Regions from separate parts of the Mus musculus genome. Here regions 1, 2, 3, 4, 5 and 7 are each linked to region 6. A link is a contact called in public HiCAR-type, HiChIP or PLAC-seq and promoter capture Hi-C data. All regions are on one chromosome and are shown on one strand. Each heading gives the region's core, a stretch centred on a gene start, on an enhancer-like site or on the middle of the called end of the contact. The rest is flanking DNA. Distances are from core to core; before and after follow the strand shown.

Region 1 (2,688 bases), core at 186-2,685, 2.6 Mb after region 6:
TTCCTGGACAAGCAGGTTAGCTTCCATAGAACACGGCCAGTGGGTGACCTCACTTCACAGGCTCCACCCAAGCAAAACACAATTCAGCTCAGAAATGGGATTAGCCTGTGTCCATCTCCCCAGCAACCTTTTCCCTTTCAAAGCCATCAAAGCCAATGCACTCCTCCAAGTGCCCGTCCAGTTCCACCTCCCCACCAACAGGCCTAGATCTTAGATCTTCCCATCTCCCAACATGTAAGTCACCTTCTGTTGAGTAGGGAATACTGCCGAGTCCTTCCCCAGGTAAACCCTGGTAAAAGCGGGCTCCGCGTTCTGCTGCCGAACCTTACTGCGGAATTCCTCGCACACAGGCAAACTGGCCACCTCGTCCTCTGCTTTACTACCTGCTGCCTCTGACCCTCCTTTCCCAGTCGGAGGGTTTACAAACTTCTGTACAGTCTGGGTTTATTTCCGTCCTCGTTTCAGCCAAAAGAGCAATGGCCATAGCCGGCTACGCTTTGCCTCCTGGTTTACAGACCAGCTGCTTCGCTCTCACCATCCCGTGGACTCAGGCACTTACCTTTCCCCCAATACTATAACCAGGCTCTCTTCATCTATCCCTGAGTGTACCATGAACTCAAAGGCTGGCTGCCAGCCTCCCAAACTCCCAAACAAGGTTAGGCTTTGAAAACCCAGTCCTGTGGACCTTTCCAGCTCTCCCGCCAACCCCTCTCTGCCTCCAGCTCTAACCTAGGCACCGTTGAAATCACCAATAAGTACCATTTGCCGCGGGCCACCTCCGTGGGGGTCGGCCCTATGGCGGTCCCACCCGCCTCTAGGCTCTCCCCCGCAACCCTCGCCAAAGCTACCGTGTCTCCAGGGGTCTTTGGGCTCCACCGCTCCAGACACGATGTCCTCGTCAGATGGGAACGTGACACGCTTGGCAGCAGCCTTAAGGCGGCCATCGGCCGGGGGCGAGGTCCCGGTAGGAGACTCAGCTTCGGCGGAGGCCTCCTCGGTCTCGGCCTCCGCGTCCGCGTCGGCGTCCGCGCCCGGCCCGGGCGGAGCCTCCTGCGGCGGGATCTCCATCGCCGCCGCCTCCTCCTCCTCACGGGGGCCCCGGGGACATGCCCCGGGCCCCGGACTCGTCTCTCCGGGTCCTCCCGCCGTTCCGGGGCATGGGCTTCGCCGCTGCCTCAAGCGCCGCCTCCGTCCGCTCCGTTCGTCGTCGTCGTCGTCGTCGTCGTCGCAGTCGCCGGGAGCCCCAACGCGCCTCCGCCGAGCTCCGCGAGTACCTGCTCTTCCGCAGCCACACTTTCGCTACAAGCCGAAGGGCCCGCTGCGTACCGAGAAAAGCATAGCACCGACTCAAGCTTTTGCTCTGAAAAAAAACCGTGTCGAGGACGACAGGAAGACCGGAACAAAGAACAGTAAGCTCCGCGGAAAAAAGAAACGTGACCGGCGAATCTGCAGAGCCAAACTGCAGAACACAGAGGCGGGGCCTATGAACGCTGTCTCCCGGAGCGCCGCGCATGCGCGAGTTCTAGCCGCCCCCTCCCGCCCCCCACAAGCCAAGCTGTCAACAGTCAGGCTCCCGCACATTCGTCACAAGCCCAAGTAATTCGGGAAAGGATTCAATACAAATCCTATAACCGCGGCCTGCGAGAGGGCTGTCAGCGGCTAAAGCCGTCTGAGTTCGTAAAAATAGAAGAATCGCCTCCACAAAATTGTCCTCTGATTTCTACGCGTCTACAAGAAATGAGTAACTTAAAATATAAAATACGGATCAGATATTAATTAAAAAACCACTTGCTGGACATGGTAGTGACTCGCCTTGTGAACCGAGCCTTGGAGAGGCTGAAGGAGGAGGTTGCGAATTCGAGGCTAGGCTGGATTACAAAGGGAGCCTCAGACAAGCAGGTGCTACAGCAGGAGACCCTGGTGGGGCTAAGCCAAGTACTGGGAGCAGGATAAAGTGATGGAGGTGCTGAGAGCTGAGAGCCAAGCTGAATATCGGATGAGTACGTACAAGTGACAGAAGCGACAGAAGAGCACACTTTAGCACAATTTTCGTCAAAATTGTATCAAATGTAAATTACAATATTAGACGAGTCTGCTAGGTATTCATGAACCTGCTATAAAAACAAAACAAAACAAAAACTGGGAGCAGGAATTCCAAAGGCTCGGGATGAACCAGCTGACCAAACCTGAGCGAGCCTAAGCCACACCTCCAAGGGGTCGATTCCAAAGCTCAGGATTCATCTGGGCACTTTCGCTTTTCCTTCTCAGCTCATTAAAGCCCACTGGCACAGGGACTGAAACCACAGAACGGGATTTGAGGAGGGTCGAGCACAGCATTGCCAAGTAGAGAGCTAGGCTGGAACTGGAGGGAGGCTCCAGTGTGAACTGATAACTGAGACCACTGCTAAGGGTAGCTGCTTTCCTCTTCACAGTTGGGGGTTAGCACACTTTGGAGACTGAGAAGTACCAAAAGCCCCTATAATTAATGCAAACCTTCAGTTACATTCTGAACTCCAAAAGGCATTAAGTGGGCTTTGTTTGGGGGGGGAGGGTTGGGTTTTGTTTGGTTTTACTGGTTCTCATGTAATCCAGGCTGCCCGCTGACTTGCCATGTAGGAAAGACAGGCTTTATCTCTGGCTCCTCCTGCCTCTACACCCCCTTCCCCACACCAAATGCTGGGATTACAG
Region 2 (2,688 bases), core at 116-2,615, 3.0 Mb after region 6:
AGTAGAGACACTAAACATCACCTCAGTACATTCACCAGGCTGGTCTGGAACTCAGAGATCTGCTTGCCTCTGCCTCCTAAATTCTGCGATTAAGGGTGAGCACCATCACACTGGGCTTCAGGTACCACTTACATATGCAGAAATGGAGGCATAGAAGAATTTGCTAGGGGGATCACGCAGGCATAAGACGACAAGATACGGTGGGGTTTGAATCCGAGCCATTCAATAGTCACTCTGCTAGGCCCTATGTGAGACTCTCTCCTTTAGCCCAATACACAGTAGGCCCTCAACATTAGGGAATACAGTATCAGGCATTTCTGAATACTTGAGAAGTCTGATAATGACTTCAGAGTGAAGTTCTGGGAACCCAGGACCCGTCATGGTGACCCTAGGGTACCCCTGTACGGGGCTCCACCTGTCTCTGCCTCCCCTATTGGGGTTAAAGGCATGAGCCACCACCTCCCTGTTTTGGTTTGGTTTGGTTTGGTTTTTTGGTTCCAGTCACTCTGAGCTCACTCTGAGCGCCCAGCCTGACTTGCTGCTGGTCAACCACTGAAACAATGGGAATAGCACAGGGCTCCGAATTAGGTTGTGTGAGGACCAAGGGTCTATCCTCAGCACCCTGTGTGCTCAGGGGTAGACTCCTGTGCTACAATTCCCCAGTGAGGCTTCAGTCTCCAACTCAGCGAAAGGAAAATGAACTAATAAATCAACTCTGAGTCAGTCACGATTAACTTGCTGGAGAGAGTGTGGCCACTAGGGTTAAGGTTCCTGGCATGAGTCACCCAGACTTTTTCTCAGTGTACGAGTCATTTATTTTACAATAATAAAACATCTTTTGCGCGCGTGCGTGCGTGTGTGTGCGCGCGCGCGCGCGTGTGTGTGTGTGTGTGTGCGCGTGCGCAAGCGTGCGCGAAGTGGAGCAAATCCGGTTCTCATTCCCGAGTCTAGGCTACGTTGGAACTCAAGGCAACCCTCCTACCTCATCCTCCCCTGTACTCCGGTGGCCGGTGTGAGTCACCACGCCCTATTTTCTGGAATCTCTGCTCCAGAATCCAGACCTAGGACTTTGGGCCGGGAAGAAGGGATCGGGTGGCCTGGGAGGGCCTCTCGAGGTGCGCACAGGCCGGGGCGCGGGGCGCGGGGCGCGGGGCGCGGGGCGCGGGGCTACTTACCCGCTTTCCGGAGTGCATAGCAGAACAGCAGCAGCAGCCATGACAGCGGGGAGCGGGTGGCTCGGGCGAGTTGAGCCATGTGGTTCCGGTCCGATCCAGCTCTTTGTAGTCCAGTTAGTAACGGCCAAGCGCCTTATCTCTCCGAAACCCTGAAGTCAAGTGCTGGAATCTCAGCTAAGCGGGTGCCGCCTAGGGACGGCCCATTGAGGGCGGTCCCCTGCTGGGCAGGCGCACACAGCCAAGCACGTCTGCCGGGCTGGTTGATGAGTGAACGACCCTGACGATTAGTGTTCTGTAAACCTGTCATCCCAGCACCTGAGTCGGGTGGGGAGGATGGAGGCAAGAGGATCATCAGAATTGAAAGCGGGTTTAAGGCCAGCCTGGGCCACGTGAGATCATCCCGGATTTTTTTTTTAATTAAAAATAATGGGGGGCAGGGGGCTAGGCTTCAAATGTCTTTAATCACAGCACTTTGGAAGGCAGGCAGATCTGTGAGTTCTGTGTCAGCCGGGTCCACCGTAGACAAATCCAGCCTCGTCTGAGTTACACAGTGAAACTGTTTAAAAAAAGAAATAAGGTCTCATGAAGCACATTCTAGGTCAGTGGTTCTCAATCTTCCCAGTGCGCGATACTTTTTTTCTTTGTTTGTTTTTGTTTCTGTGTGTTTGTTTTCGAGACAGGGTTTTACTGTCCTGGAACTCACTTTGTAGACAAGGCTGGCCTCGAACTCAGAAATCAGCCTGCCTCTGCCTCCCAAGTGCTGGGATTAAAGGCGTGTGCCACCATGCCCGGATTCTTTAATACAGTTCTTCATGCTGTGGTGACCCCTAATCATAAAATCATTTTCATTGCTACTTATAACTGTAATTTTGCTACTGTTATGAATCATAATGTGAATATGGGACATGTAAATATCATAATGTAAATATGACATGTGGGATATCTGATATGGTTCCCCAAAGGGGTTGAAGCTCGCAGGTTGAGAACGATTGTTCTAGACTACCCTTGAACTCCTGATCTTCCTCCCAACACCTTGGAATGCAGCAATGCCGGGCCTGTGCTCCCCAACCTTCACCTCCTCCCCCCCCAGTTCCTGCTCTCGGTTAATTCTGAATGGGAATCTGAGGGGCAAGTCTTCTGGAAATCTCTGGAGTTTCTTGAGTCCTGTGGCATTTCCACACTGAGAGCCTGTAACCATTCTGTTCCTTCTCTGACCATGCTGTCATGACTGTGGGCTTCCCCTTCTCCCAGATCTCCCCATTGCTGTGGTATAAACTGGCAGGTCACTAAACCACCTCCCACACACACCCGAAAAGGGAAAAAGTTCTGTGCCCTTCTCTCTCCCTCCCTGTTTCTGCCCTGTGAATACAGCGTCTCTAGTCCTTTCCCATAACACACACACACACACACACACACACACACACACACACACACACACACACAGAGCTTGTTAGCTTCCTGAAGTGAAAGAAAACAAACGGTGGAAAAGTCGGATTCCTGGGGAAGCTGACAC
Region 3 (2,688 bases), core at 15-2,514, 2.8 Mb after region 6:
GGCTACGTCTTTAAGCCTTTGATTATATTTGGGGGCAGAGGGGTAAAGGTCAGAGTCCCTTGATCATTAAATTCCATTGCCTACAGCTAAATCCGAACCTGCCAAGATAGTGCCTCTGGACCCTAACTGCACCTGGACCCCAGCGAGCAGAGCTCTTTGCCCACAGTTAAACCCAAGACCCACAAGTTTGAACCCCTTTTCTCCAATTCTATCTAGACCCGGGTTAGGCTCGCCTTCTGAGATCCTGGAGGCAGAACCTCTTAATTTTCCCAGAACCCAGGGGTCAGTGTCTGTAAACTCCCTGAGGCTTGCACTCCAGACTCACACCCTTCCTGCCCCTGAGTGCCCCCAACTCTCATCATTGGTTTGCCAAGGGCTCCCAAAGACCGAACTCATCCCCCCCCCAACACACACTCGTCTTGGGAACCTCGACTGTGGGTCCCCTCGCGCCCAATTCTCCCCGGGCCTCGGATGCCCAACCCAACAAGAAGGAAAAGAAAAAAAAGGGGGGGGGGTGTCGTCCCTCCTCACCATCACGACCCTCCAGCTAGTGTGAGTGGGGGGAACATTCTCCACATTCCTGAGGGGGGAGAGCAGAGACGGAAATCCAGATTCCGGATAAGTGATCAGCACAGGATGGGGAGGATTTAACCCTTTCCACGCCGAGGGAGGTGGAGGGGGTCAGAAACCCGGGTTAGAATGGACACTTGTGATTACGCGAGGTGCAGAGAGGGAGGTTAGGAGACTCGGAGAGAGAGCCCGGTGTGTTGCGAGAATCTCGATCAGTAGGGCCAACCTAGAAGGGGGCACGAGGGAAAGGGGCCTCGGGGAGCTGGGAGTGAGGTGGGGGACGATGCCCCGTTCCCTCCCTTCTGAGGACTGACGAAGGCATCCGCGCGTTTTCACCTGTTTCCTGAAGCAGGAGCAGTAGCAGCGGCAACAACGGCAGCGTCGGTGACAATCTGGACGGCGGGAGGACTGCGGCCCGGGCCATGGGGGGCCCGGGGAGGGACTGGGCCCGGGCAGGGGGTGCCTAGGGACCACTCTTCGTGTACCGATCGGCTGGGAGGGCAGTCAGGGGTCTGAAGTGTCCGGCTCCAGGCCGGCTTCCGCCGCTCACGGCTCCCCGGATCAGTTCGTTCGGCCCAGCTTTCCCTCGCCTGGCTCTCAGGATCCGCGCCCCCCGGCCCCTCGCTTAGCTCCAGCGGGCCGGACTCATGACGTCACAGGCCCCGCCCCTCTTCGCCAAGCCGATCCTAGGGCTCAGGCTCCGCCCCTCTCAGGGCTAAGACCCCGCCCATCCCGCGTCCCACACCTGTCTGGCCCCACGATTCTATCTCCGCCTTCTCCTGGAATTAACTATTTGACCACGCCCACTCGACATGGAGCCACGCCCACACACAACCCGGGAAGACCCACTGCGCCCCCTACTGGTCACTCTAATGAGACGCGGTCACACCCCCTTCTAAACTTCCGGTCGCCTCCCACCAGGAGAAGCCATGCCTTCTCGCCCAGACCACGCCCCACTGCCCTCTGGTTAGCCTGAGTATGTGGGCTCTCATAGGGCCTCCCTTCCTGAGGCACCGCCCCTTGGTGAGGCCACACCCCTGTCCCAGCCTTTCTCCTAGTCCTGCTGCTGTGGTAGGTCGGGGTCACTTCTTAGTGGACCCCATTTCTTTCTGATCTCTGCCCTGGGTTCTCGTGTCGCCGCATCATTTCTTTCCAGATTTCTCCTCTTTCTCTACCTCTGAGTCTCCCTCCGCATCCCCATGTTTCTCTGTGGCTCTGCTCTGGTGTTTCTTTGTCTGTCCATGTGCCTATGTCACTTAGTCCCCGTGTCTCGTTGCATTCCTTTGACTGTGTGCGTCTCTCTTTGCGTCCCTGTCACTTTCTGTTTCTTGTCTCATAGTTTTTTTCTGTGTCACTCTTAATATTCCTGTCCCTGCATCTGGCCTCTGCGTCCCTCCCACCCAGTATCCTTTTTTTATATCGCAGCCTTCCGCGAGGGGGCAGCATAAACCAACCCAGCAGGCCGAACCCCGCTGGGTGGGGCTGGACCAGTCAGTCTGTCCTCTGGCCCTACCAGTCCCTTCCGGTTGTCCTTGTCCCACTTTCTCTATCTCACCAGAATCCTGTGGTCTTTGTGGCTGGTTTTGAGGCGGCCCTTTTGTCTCTTCGTAGACGCTCCACCCTCCCCACCCCCACCCGCCTTTTCACATTCCCAGGGCCGCCGAGTGGAGCTAATGAGAAGGTCCACTTGTTGGGGATGGGGGAGGGGAACAGGTACTCCGCTGCTGAAGTACCTGACAGCCAAATCCTCCCCAAGGGCCAGGCATTTGGGGGTTTCTTGTGAGAGAGCCACCTGGGCTGGGGTAGGGCCCCTTCTCCACCGGCCACATACATGAAGCCCCTCTCCCATGTGGCAAGGCCCAAGGAGTGGACCCTGGCTCTGACCAACTTGCTTTCCACTCTTGTTAATGCTCCTATTTGTTTGCTTGCTGATTATTTTGTGTGTGTGCAGGCCGTGCTGACTTCTGAAGGGCAAATAACAACTTGCTTTGAGTTGGAAGCAGCAAGTGGGTGCCGGGGCCCCAACTCACGTAGCCAAGTTTGGTGGCACAACCTTTGAAGCCATTCCACCCACCTTGGTTTTGTTTTATGAGATGGCATCTCCTGTCGTCCTGGCTA
Region 4 (2,688 bases), core at 102-2,601, 2.8 Mb after region 6:
GGACAGGGCTGGGCAGGTTTCAGGAATGTGGGAGGGTCAGGCTGGCTGAGACCTGCCCAGCTTGGCGCCAGAGCCCCCTACCCGCCCCTTGACAACACCCCCCCCCCATCTCTTTACCAGAGAAGCTTGAAAAGGGTGAGGTGAGTCACCTGGGCAGAGGTGAGGCTGGGTCCTGAGGGAGAAAGGACTGGAAGTTTAGACAACTAGCTGCCCGAGGTATAGCAGGCTGCATGTGGGAAACACGGATCTCTGAGTCCTAGGGACCTGAGAACTTGGGTCTTGGATTCCTGTCAGGGTCTGGCAGGTAGCACGGTTCTTGCTGAGAATCTACCCTCTGGGCTGGCATCATTCCTTTCCCGCCTAACCTGGCACAGACTACTCCTGGGTTCCCACTCTATATCACGTTTGTGCCAGGAGCCTTGGTTCTCAGGCACCCACCTCTGGGCCCAGCCTGTCCCAGGGGAGCTGGTTGGGGGCCAAGCTGGTGCTCTGGACTGGTTGTGAGCAGCCAAGCAGCCAGATATCCTGTCTTCCCTGATCTCTCTTCACCCTGTCCCCAGTGTCCCCCCGCCCCTGTTTCTCCTCCCCACTTCACCACATGCAGGTGTGTGGATTTATCGGGGCCCTCAGGAAAGGGGCCCTGTCAGTCGGAAAACACTGTTCCACCTTCTCTGTCAGGCTCGGTTCTTCCGGCCCTTTCAGAGAGAGGCGGGTCCTTTAGAGGCAGCCTAAACTCTGAATTTTGGGGAAACCCTAACATTCTAGAAAGTGCTTTAACCGCAGGGTCCCCCGTTTCTCTGAGGAAACTCTGAGCTTAATCACTTAGAGAACAGCTCCGGGATGCTAATCTTCAGTATCTTAGCAGAACCTATTTTGACTATGGGGGAGGGGAGGGGCTGGACTCCAGTCTAAGGGACTAGGGGCTACAGATCCCAGATTCCAGGTACTCAAGGTTATTAGGGGTCGCAGGGCTTAGACTCCAGGATTCCCAAAGAGCTGGGGAGGGACAGCTGTCTCAGATGTGTTTGCTCCAGAGCTAGGGTATCCTTAGCTCTCAGATCGGGTGCACCCCAAGGCCTCCCGCCTTCCTCCCTACTGGGGAATCCCTAGATTGTGATCCCTGGGGAAATGGAAGCTTGTTCCCCTTGTCTTCTCGGGGACTCCAGGGGCCTGCCCCACAAGCCCCAACCTCAAGTTTCAGCTCTGCCCTCAGCCCCAAGTCATACCTGAGTAGCCCGACAGCAGGAAGGTGAGCCACAGCAGCCCTGCGCGGGCGTCAGGGGGTTCCATGTTCCCTGCAGTGGCGGCAGTGACTGAGCCCGGGCGAGGCTCTCCGCCGCCCTGAAGCTGGCAGCGGAGGCCAGGCCCCTGACCACGCCCCTGACCACGCCCACCCCATCCCCAAGCTGGGCGCAGGGCCAAGACCTCCCACTGCCCTGAGAGGACCTCCCACCCTCGCGCGCGCGGGGACCCGCTAGCACCGCCGCGCGCTGCTCCATCCAACCCACGCCTGCGGCTCTCCTCCTCAGCCGTGGGGACCGACCCTCCAGTCAAGCCTCGAGCTGGAATCTAAGGGAAAGCGCGCAGATACTCGTTCCCTTCCTTCCTGGCCACCTGCGGGGTCTTGACACGCATGCCCAAGGTGGCATGTGGCCCTCGACTGCAGGTGAATCTTTTTCCTAGTTTATTTTCTTTTTGGAGTCGGTGGCCCACTGTAGCTCAGGCTGGCCTTCTGCCTCAGTTTCCCAAGTACTGGGATTACAAGGGTGAGCCATCGCCCTGGTTTGTGAACTGTCGGTTTTGACCAGCGGTCCCTGATGTGATTAGTTGCCTGTGCTGGTCTCTCTTTGTAGTCTCTCCTGCATGACCGGCTCTTCCCTGAGTGCCCTAGGATGCCCTCCCCTTAGAGGCAGCCACCTTGCTGGGAAGCGCCCCTCCTCTGACTGAGCAGTGGCCTGGAACTGGTCAGGTCAATCTTTTCTCTAATGGGTTTTCAATTCCCAGTCCTGGTCGGCCTCTTTGGTGATGAGGTGGGGATGGGGTGCCCCTCCCTCTGCTCTGCTCTGCTCTCCTTGACTCCTTCACTTCCCCCCATCCAGGGAATCCAAGGAATGTCACCCCCCTTCCGCCTTCCTTCTCTGCCCGCCATTCCTTCCCCACCTTGGGGGGAGGGGAGGAGAAGTGGGCTGGCGCGTCGGCAGGTGAGTGGCTGAGGGAAAGAGCAGGCTGCTAGGACCGCGGGATGGAAGAGAGGGTCACAGGTCAAAGTAAGGGGTCACAGATCAGTCTACTCCAGGATCCTCACACGCCGAGGCAGTGTGGAACAAAATCCCAAGAATGCTGGATGGGGGCTGGAGAAGGAGGGTTCTGCCTCTGTTCAGAGGGTAGAAACTAGCCTGGGATACTGCTATGGATGGGGGGTGGTATAATTGTGGGTCATGCTGAGAGAGGGTCCTCCCCCTCCAGTCTCTGGCCAGTCTGAGGGTGACCAGCGTTGAGCTGCCCTGTGAGCCAAGGTTTTACCCATCAGTCCTAGTGGAAAGGCTTATGTTGTAGGTTTTGGCAGGGCTCTCAAAGCTGTTTTAGCATTCCCTGTCACAGGAAGCAATTGTGAAACCAGGAAAAGTGACCTTTGCGTGGGGCTCCTTCATCCCCTCTCCAGGAAGTCTTTCTTCAACCTTCTCCTGT
Region 5 (2,688 bases), core at 76-2,575, 2.5 Mb after region 6:
GGGGGGACACTGCTGTAGCCCATGAGTTCGCTTCAAGGAGACCGAGATGTTCTGGAATCGGATGTTAGCACTTTCTGCTGCAACCCTGGGAGTGCATAAAGATCCATTAAACCGAAAGGCATAAAAGTATGAATGTGAAGCTGGAGAACGGAACTGAGCAGTGGTTAGGAGCACTGGCTGCTTCTGCAGTGGACCAGGGTTCAATTCTCAGCAACCACGGGGCAGTGGACAACCACCCAACTCCAGTTCCAGGGGATCTGTCTCCTTCTAGTGGGCTTGGGCACTGCATGCACGCAATACTTGTAGTCACTCACAAACATAAATAAATAAATAATACACTTAAAAAAAAGTCAGATCTGCTGCACCTTCATTGGAGTGGGCGGGTTGGGGAATCTGTAAAGGATTGACTGGGAAGTAGTATCATGGCAGAGCACATGACCATCGTGCACAGGGCCCTGAGTTCAATTCCCCGGCACCCCCAACACATACATGCAAAGAAGAGTCAGGCAAGGTGGCCTAAGCCTTCAATCCCAGCACTTGGGAGGCAGGATCTTTGTGAGTTCTAGGCCAGCCTGGGCTACATAATGAGGCCCCGTCTCAAAAGGAGAAAAAAGGAGAGCATGCACGTGCAGTTGAGTCTATCATCTGATGGAAGGTGCTCTGTGGTTATGATACAATACAGCTAGGTCCCTGGGAGACTGGCCCACAGTGGGGGACAGAGGCAGAGGAGTGATAGAATCTTGCTATGAGTCACTGGCTGTTCTGGAATTCATTCTGTAGACCAGGCTGGCCTCAGAGATGCCACCTACCTCAGCTTCCCCAGTGCTGGGATTAAAGGCATGAGCCACCACCGCCCCACTGGCCGAGAGCTACATTTTAAAAGCCATGACAGGGCTACCCCACTGGGTCCTCAATCCAGCCTCTGGGACCAGTGGAGTTTCCTTTGAATCCTGTCCCCCAGCAGAGGATACAAGAGGAACACATGCTCCCTTGAGACCCTATCCACACCTCCATTACTCCAGAGCTCAGCTGTGGGCCCCTGTCCAGCTCAGGGTGTCTCCCCTGGGCACACAGGATGATGTTGTTACCTTGGGAGGCGTGAAAAGCAGGCAGGAGGGCGGGCGGATTCCGGCAAAGCTGGGAGGGGGGGTAAGGGCGGGGAGAGGGGTCTGTGGCCCTTGTCACAGCAGGGCCCAACCACAGCCTGGCCTAGAAGGGCAGACAGATAATGGGGCCTTCCAGCCCCTGGCCCCAGAGAGGGAGGGGCTTCCTGACAGGAAATTGTCCTCCTCCAACCCCCCCCCCCCTAGATCCAAGCTCTCAGCAGTCCTGGCCCAAGTAGTCTGGGGACTGGACAGCAAGAGGGGACAGAAGGACAGGCACAGACAGAAGGTGAGTGTCGGGGTGAAGAAAGCATGCCCCCAACTTCTTCCAAAGATGGGACACCTCATCAGAACCCAGAACTCTGGAGGCAGGAGGGCTGGGTGAGCAGATGCAGGCTGAAGGCTGGGTTTGGTGAGTGCTGCGGTGAAGCGGCGGCGGCAGGGACTGGGGCTCTGGGATCCAGAGAGGTAGGAAGGACTTGTAGAGATGGGGTCCACTCCTGGCTGAGGGAGATGGGGATGTTAGGTCTAATGCACTCTGACACTCTGACACTGGATGGGGACACCCCCGTGGGGTGGGCAGCCAGTGCCTGGCTGCCTCCAGTGAGGAGGGTTGCAGCTACCAGAAAGCCACACACACACACACACACACACACACACACACACACACACACACACACACACAGGCTCCTCACACCTGCAGGGCCAGCACTAAGGAGCGGAGGCTGAGGCAGGAGGCTGGCCGGTTTGAACAAGCTTGGATTAGGGATTGAGACTCTGTCTCCATTAATTAATTAATTAACTAATTAATTAATTAATTAAATAGAAAGGAAGGGCTATCAAGATGGCTCAGCAGGTAGATGCTTGCTGCCCTGAAGAGCTGGATCCAGTCACTGTGACCCACAAGGCAGAGAGGACCGACGATTGCAAGTTCACATCTGAACCCCACATACCGACCATGGCTTGTGTGCCCACATACAAAATTAATTAATTAATTAAAATAAAGAGAGAGAGAGAGAGTGATCAAGAGAGGCTAGGATAGGATATGAAGGCTGCCCCGGCTGGTGATGCTGATGTCAGAGTCAGGCTCAAGGATGTGTAACCTAAAAGGATCAGTTTTCGAACATGGACCTTAGGACTTTTTTTTTTTTTAATAATTTTTCAGCTAGGCAGTGGTGGTGCACACTTTAATCCCAGCTCTCAAGAGGCAGAGGTGAGTGGATCTGTGAGTTCAGGGCTAGCCTGGTCTACAGAGTGAGTTCCAGAACACTGAAGGTTACAAGAGAAACTCTGTCTAGAAAAACTAAGAAAACAAAATTCCCACAGAGTCTCACGTTGCTCAGTCTGGTGTCAAATTTCTATATACCCAAAGACTATACTGACGCTCTGGTCCTGCCCTCCCTCTCCCCAGTGTGTGGATTGCAGCCCTGCATGGCTGCTGGGGTGGGAAGCCAGGGTTTCTTGCAAGCCAGACAAGTACTCTACCAACTGAGCCTCGTCCCCTGCCTTGGCTTTTGATGTTTTGATCTCACGTGACTCAGGTTGACCTCCGGAGTTGCCAGGATTAAAGGCATAATCTTCGCAT
Region 6 (2,688 bases), core at 25-2,524:
AATCCAACAGATAGTCTATTCAACTCATAGAGGGAGGGACAGGCAGCTCAAGGGCCTTTAAAGCAATGGACCATGGGTATGGTGGTAGGTGAGAGCTGACCTAAAAGTTGTCCTCTGACCTCCATACATATGCTGTGCACAGGCATGCCCCACCGCACATGCATCGTACATATGCACACACACACACACACACAAATCATAAATAAAACAAAAATTTCAAAATAAAAAATTTGGAATATCTGGGTACAGTGGCTCACACCTATGATCCCAGCATTCTGAGGCAGGAGGATTACCAGGACTTTGAGGCTAGCCTGGGCTACATAGTGATATCCTGTTTCAAAAACCAAACCCCAAAAGGATCCAGGTGTGCTAGCATACAACGTCAATCCAGCATTCAGCAAGCAAAGGCAGAAGGCAGAGGGCAGAGGGCAGAGGCAGAGGCTGACAGATCTCTATGAGTTTGTGGCTAACCTGAGCTACACAGTTCTAGGCTAAACTGGCCTACAAAGTGAGATCCCGTTTCAGAAGCAGAATATAGGGACATCCATGAGTGAAGCTGGTCTCCATGAGTCTGGTACCCACATACTGAGTACCACACACCCGAAATGATACCCCTTGGCTCATAAAGGACAGCTGACCGGGGCGTTTCTGCTTGCTATTGAGGATACGGTAAAACATAGAGCCCGTGTGAGGTTACACCTCCAAAGGACAGTTTGATTTGGGGCTTTATTAATCAGAGGTCTATCTGTCCCGCAGGAATGAGGATGTAGTTCGGTTGGTAGAGTGCTTACGCAGCATGCAGAAAACCCTGGCCCCGAGCCCCAGAGACGTATTAATAAAACAGCGCAGGCTAGACACCACTGAGGCCTGTAATCGCAGGAGGGCGGAAGCAGGAGAATCAGAAGTTCAAGGTCATCCTTGGCTACATGGCAAGTTCAAGGCTAGCCTGGCCTTGCTTCAAAAAACAAAGCCAGAATAAATGACCCTGGTGGAAGCCTCTATTCTTTCCAAGGAGGTGTCTGTCTATCCCTTGAAGTGAGACTGATCACCTTCAGTGGTTTTCACAGTGACTTTGTCTTCCTTCTTGGCTCACTAGTCCCTAAACCCTCCTTCCCACCTGGCCCTTTAAGAGCAGCTGCTGCGACCGTACCCGGGCAGACCCCAGCTGCAGCCTGCAGTGTTACTATGGAGACGGGGACTAGCAGGAGGGGGCGGAGAGGTGATTGGGTCCGCGCAGGCGCAGACCGAGGCTGCCGTTCCGCAGCGGCCCCGCTGAGCGTCTAGACCCGGGTACGCGCTTCACTCCAGACTCCGCGGGAGCACAGGCGAGCCGCTGCTCTCACTCACCCCCACGCCCACCAGGTGCGTTGATCGTCGCCCTCCTGTACTCCACCAGCGGTGTCCAGTCACCTAGGTTGTCAGGGACAAAGGGAAGGGAGGAGCAACCCGGGACAGCCCGGAGAAAGTACACGTAAGCCCCCTGCGGACCCTCGGATTGCCCCGGGGGAAGACCGTTGAGTCCGGCAAGCTAGCAGGTAGCTATAGCCTACAGCCCCAAACCCGGAGTCTGGACTCTCACCCTGCTGGTGGCCTTTCCAGAGTGGGATTGACCTAGCCTGTGTTCAGTAGCCCACCCCTTTCTCGGGCTCCCTCCCGCCTAAGATTAGCCTCCGCCGGGCAGCGCCATGACGATGAACCTTCTGCAAGATTGGTGTAAGGAGCTGGAAGTGGAGGTGCACAGGGCCCTCCTGATCACGGGCATCCCTGAGCGCCTGCAGCAGGCGGACATCGAAGCTACCCTGAGTCCGAACTTGCAGCCCCTGGGCAACTACAGGCTTCGGACTGTGAGAGCTGTAACCAAAGAGAAGTCTCAGGCAGCCCTTGTAGAATTTGGGGCAGACTTCGATCACTCTGCCATACCTATCCACATTAGGGGAGAGAATGGGATTTGGAAAATCCTGAGTAAGGACCGCGGGCAAGATGCGCGGGTCCTTAGGCAGATGAGGCGCCTGTTGCTGGATGAAAGGCCCATGGATGACTTCAGAGAAATAGCCATCCCTCTGGTATTGGAGGCCCAAGCCCAGGCCAAGGGATTAGGGAAGGAGGCCAAGAAGGCTGGCTCCTCTGAAGGGGCAGCTAGGAGCGGCCGTCGGGGCCGTCGGGGAGGCAAGCGCCGATCCAGAAGCCACAAGTTGACGGCTCAGAAGGGCCAGAAGAGGAGCCGGGGAGGGCGGCGAGCCAGGAGTGAGTCGGAAGACTCTTCTGATGACAGCCTGGGTATCGTCATAGAGGAGATCTACGCAGAGGACCTGAGCGTAGATGAAGACCAGAGGGCCCTGTATGCCACGCTCCAAGCAGCTGCCAAAGAGCTCACCAAGAAGTGGGCCTTTCGGGGTGACCAGGAAGAAGGAGATGGCCCCCGAGAATTCTTGGCACTTGTCACTGTCACCGACAAAGCTAAGAAGGAAGAGATAGAGAAAGACCTTCCTGGGACAGAGTCTATCTGCTTAAACATCAAAGACGAAAAGAGCGGGGTTCCTGATTTAGTCGCGCTACTGGCTGTGAGAGATACCCCCGCAGTGGAGGTAGAGACAGAGGTGGATGATGATGATGAAGATGACGAAGATGAAGATGATGAAGATGATGACGAAGATGAAGATGACGATGAAGATGATTCCGACAGCGAGT
Region 7 (2,688 bases), core at 142-2,641, 2.7 Mb after region 6:
GTCCCTTGAATAAAGTCCCTCCTCCTTACCGAGCTCAGGTGCAGGCCAGCCTTCTCTAACTCCTTTTTTTTTTTCTTGGTTTTTCGAGACAGTGTTTTTCTGTATAGCCCTGAGCTGTCCTGGAACTCACTTTGTAGACCAGGCTGGCCTCGAACTCAGAAATCCGCCTGCCTCTGCCTCCCAAGTGCGCCACCACAACCGGCTCTTCTCTAACTCTTGAAAAAAGTTCTGGCTTTTCGTTTCTGCCTTTGACTCCGCCAATCATCACTCAATATCCGCTACTTTCCCCATTAAGGTGGGACTTGGAGGACTCCTGATGCCTCAGGAAAACCCCCGTCTCCGTTCTTCCCTCAGGGCGAAATCCGAGCCCCAATACTTCGTCACTGGAGAACTTTCCTCTCCCCCATCTCGCTGCAGGCCCCGCCCCTTTTCAATCCCATCGTCAGGCCCCGCCCTTCGTTTTCTAAACAGGCCCTGCCCTTTCCCTAGACCTGCCACTACGCCCCACTTTCCCCCACCCCAACCCAAGGGTAAGTCCCGCCCACTCACTGAGCCACACACCTCTTCTTGCTCTTGGAGCCTGACCCCGCCCCTATTTCCTGTCAAGCACAGTCCTGGATCCTCCTCCTCGAGGTCAGGCACCGCTCCTCCTTAAATCTTGAAGCTGGGCCCCGCCTCTTTCTTTGCCTCTAAAGGCCTAAGCCTTGCGGGAGAAGGGTCCCCCTTGTTTGGAGAGAATAAAGCCACTTCCTCGAATTAGGCTCCGCCCCTTACTCCTAAGAGCAGCCTCACCCACTCTGTAAACCAGAAGCCTCCTCTGAGTTTGCCCCGCCCCTGTGTGTATGGCTCCTCCCCTTCAGAGTTATGCCCCGCCCCTCCTCTCGACCGCCGCCCGGCCCGCCCCCTTCTTTGCCTCAGGCTCAGGCCCCGCCCCCTTCTCACTCCTTAGCGGGACGCCTAGCCTGTATCTCCCCGGCAAGACCCTTCACCATCCTCTACCTTCTGCCTTATCCCTCGCGCAGTGTCCCCGCCACCCTTGTACTCTCCGCACCGAAGCGCGAATCCTGCGGAAACCCGCAGATGACTCCGAGCGCCCCGAACTCCCCGAGCCCGAGCCCCGCCCCAGAGGTTCCACTCTGCTTACCCAAGGCCCCTAGCTCGGGCGCGGACTCTCTGGCAGCGCGGCGACTCGGCATGGCCCGGCCCGTAGGGACCGACAGCCCGAAGGCCAGCTCAGGGCGAGCGCACACGAGGGCAAGCCGGGCAGTCGGACAGCCCGGTCGGCTGGGACGATCACCGGCCGGGCAAGCGGTGCAAGGCTAGGGCCGAAGGCCGGGCTGGACGCACGGCGCCCGGGGCTGCGGGGGGCGCCGGGCCGAGCGGGCGGCGGGCGGGGGCGGGGCGGCGGAATTCCCCGGCGCCGCCGGCCTGCGCACCCATTGGCTCGTACCCCTCCGTGACGTCACGTCAAAGGGAATGGGAAAACCCCCGCTGCTCACGTGACTGCGGGGGCGGGGTCGGCCGGGAAGCGAAGGCTTGGCACTTCGCAGGGTCCGGGTGCGAGTCGCTGCCCATTGCCTTGGCCAAGACCACTGAGGTCCGTCCGGGTCCACTTGCGCCCTACCCACAGAACAAGCTGAGAAATGGGCATTCCATTTCCCCTACGAGGGCTTGAACCTGCTATCTTTCAGGCTGGCAAATGAAGCCAGGAGTGGGAAGTTAGCAGCCATTGATAATTTGTTTGAAGTAAAATTTACATAGGGTCTCATCTTGCCCAGACCGATGACCTTGAACTGCAGATCCTTTTGCCCCCATGGATCCTTCAGATTCGTCCCTCCACAGTGCTGGGACGACAGGCATGAACCACCACCTAGTCTATGCAGCACTGAGTGTTGAACCCAGGGCTTCATGAATACTGAGCTACAGTCCCAGCCCGTTGGTGATATATGGCACCTATAACCTATAGAAACCTATAGAAACTTGTATGTTCCATTCCCCTTCTATCATAGCATGTGTGATCAATGATTCAAGCAACCTACGCATAATTAAGCACTTGCCATATGCTGCAGCCTGTAATGAAAACTAGGGTACAGCATTACTAAAACCAGGCCCACTTCTTGCTCCAGAGGCAGAAAACTGCAGCAGTGAATGATGTGGCACCGGTATCTACTGTTGCACACCAAAGCAAAGAGCATTGTTTTGGTTTTGCTATGTAGCTCTGGTTGACATTGAATTCATGATAATCCATCTGCTTCAGCCTGAGTCCTGGGGATCCCAGGCACCTACCATCACGTCCAGCTTAGAGCAAACCTTTTCTTGCAATGAAAGACATTAGGCTCAGGCTTTGAGAACCAAATGGTCTTAATTTTCAAATGTGCCATCTTACATAAACAGCCAAGGACCAGAAACAGGGATGTGGCTATGTTCTATTAGAACATAATTTGATAAATATAGAAATGGGAATATCATGTAACTTTCACACTGAATCATATTCTTTTTCACTTTGTACCAGAGGGAAATGTTCCAGTGTCATAAGCAAGCCCAGGAGTGGACATCTCCCATAGAATAAGCTTGCCAGTCACACACACACACACACCAATCACTGCTTTCCTTGAGGTTTTCCAACTGTAGTGCTGAGGATGTGGCTTGTGATAGAATGCTTGTCTAGCATGTATGAGATTCTAGGCT

The links. Promoter capture Hi-C pulls out the DNA fragments that hold promoters and counts their contacts. HiCAR-type assays count read pairs that join an accessible place to other places. HiChIP or PLAC-seq counts read pairs in DNA pulled down with a chosen protein or histone mark.
Region 1: a promoter capture Hi-C map of hippocampal neurons shows a contact between it and region 6, with 3 times the contacts expected there. The contact joins the promoter of Ppp1r37 here to the promoter of Pnmal2 in region 6. A contact is called at or near these places in 2 of 39 promoter capture datasets (hippocampal neurons and second pharyngeal arch cranial neural crest) and 2 of 115 datasets of contacts at active chromatin or transcription factors (astrocytes and embryonic stem cells).
Region 2: a contact with region 6 is called in a promoter capture Hi-C map of embryonic stem cells, with 3 times the contacts expected there. The contact joins the promoter of Pvr here to the promoter of Pnmal2 in region 6. A contact is called at or near these places in 3 of 39 promoter capture datasets (embryonic stem cells, hippocampal neurons and liver).
Region 3: a HiCAR-type map of astrocytes shows a contact between it and region 6, with 5 times the contacts expected there. The contact joins the promoter of Nectin2 here to the promoter of Pnmal2 in region 6. A contact is called at or near these places in 1 of 39 promoter capture datasets (cranial neural crest) and 4 of 115 datasets of contacts at active chromatin or transcription factors (VIP interneurons, astrocytes, embryonic forebrain and 1 more).
Region 4: a promoter capture Hi-C map of cranial neural crest shows a contact between it and region 6. The contact joins the promoter of Bcam here to the promoter of Pnmal2 in region 6. A contact is called at or near these places in 2 of 39 promoter capture datasets (cranial neural crest and frontonasal cranial neural crest) and 1 of 115 datasets of contacts at active chromatin or transcription factors (embryonic midbrain).
Region 5: a contact with region 6 is called in an H3K4me3 HiChIP or PLAC-seq map of embryonic forebrain, with 3 times the contacts expected there. The contact joins the promoter of Exoc3l2 here to the promoter of Pnmal2 in region 6. A contact is called at or near these places in 2 of 39 promoter capture datasets (cranial neural crest and frontonasal cranial neural crest) and 1 of 115 datasets of contacts at active chromatin or transcription factors (embryonic forebrain).
Region 7: a contact with region 6 is called in a promoter capture Hi-C map of hippocampal neurons, with 6 times the contacts expected there. The contact joins the promoter of Relb here to the promoter of Pnmal2 in region 6. A contact is called at or near these places in 3 of 39 promoter capture datasets (cranial neural crest, hippocampal neurons and second pharyngeal arch cranial neural crest) and 2 of 115 datasets of contacts at active chromatin or transcription factors (embryonic forebrain and stem cell-derived neural progenitor cells).

The regions. Positions count from the first base shown.
Region 1 is chr7:19,560,963-19,563,650 of GRCm38.p6, forward strand. It overlaps Ppp1r37 (protein phosphatase 1, regulatory subunit 37), which reads right to left and starts at 1,436. Exons shown (of 13, transcript NM_199149.3): 1 at 849-1,436. The coding sequence starts at 1,068.
Region 2 is chr7:19,919,778-19,922,465 of GRCm38.p6, forward strand. It overlaps Pvr (poliovirus receptor), which reads right to left and starts at 1,366. Exons shown (of 8, transcript NM_027514.2): 1 at 1,176-1,366. The coding sequence starts at 1,254.
Region 3 is chr7:19,748,309-19,750,996 of GRCm38.p6, forward strand. It overlaps Nectin2 (nectin cell adhesion molecule 2), which reads right to left and starts at 1,265. Exons shown (of 9, transcript NM_008990.3): 1 at 907-1,265. The coding sequence starts at 994. It overlaps Gm34744 (a long non-coding RNA gene), which reads left to right and starts at 1,262. Exons shown (of 3, transcript XR_881878.3): 1 at 1,262-1,641.
Region 4 is chr7:19,769,181-19,771,868 of GRCm38.p6, forward strand. Bcam (basal cell adhesion molecule) reads right to left here and starts at 1,352. Exons shown (of 15, transcript NM_020486.2): 1 at 1,227-1,352. The coding sequence starts at 1,290.
Region 5 is chr7:19,461,962-19,464,649 of GRCm38.p6, forward strand. It overlaps Exoc3l2 (exocyst complex component 3-like 2), which reads left to right and starts at 1,326. Exons shown (of 12, transcript NM_001370800.1): 1 at 1,326-1,392.
Region 6 is chr7:16,943,408-16,946,095 of GRCm38.p6, forward strand. It overlaps Pnmal2 (PNMA-like 2), which reads left to right and starts at 1,275. Exons shown (of 1, transcript NM_001099636.2): 1 at 1,275-2,688. The coding sequence starts at 1,686.
Region 7 is chr7:19,628,047-19,630,734 of GRCm38.p6, forward strand. It overlaps Relb (avian reticuloendotheliosis viral (v-rel) oncogene related B), which reads right to left and starts at 1,392. Exons shown (of 12, transcript NM_009046.2): 1 at 1,145-1,392. The coding sequence starts at 1,196.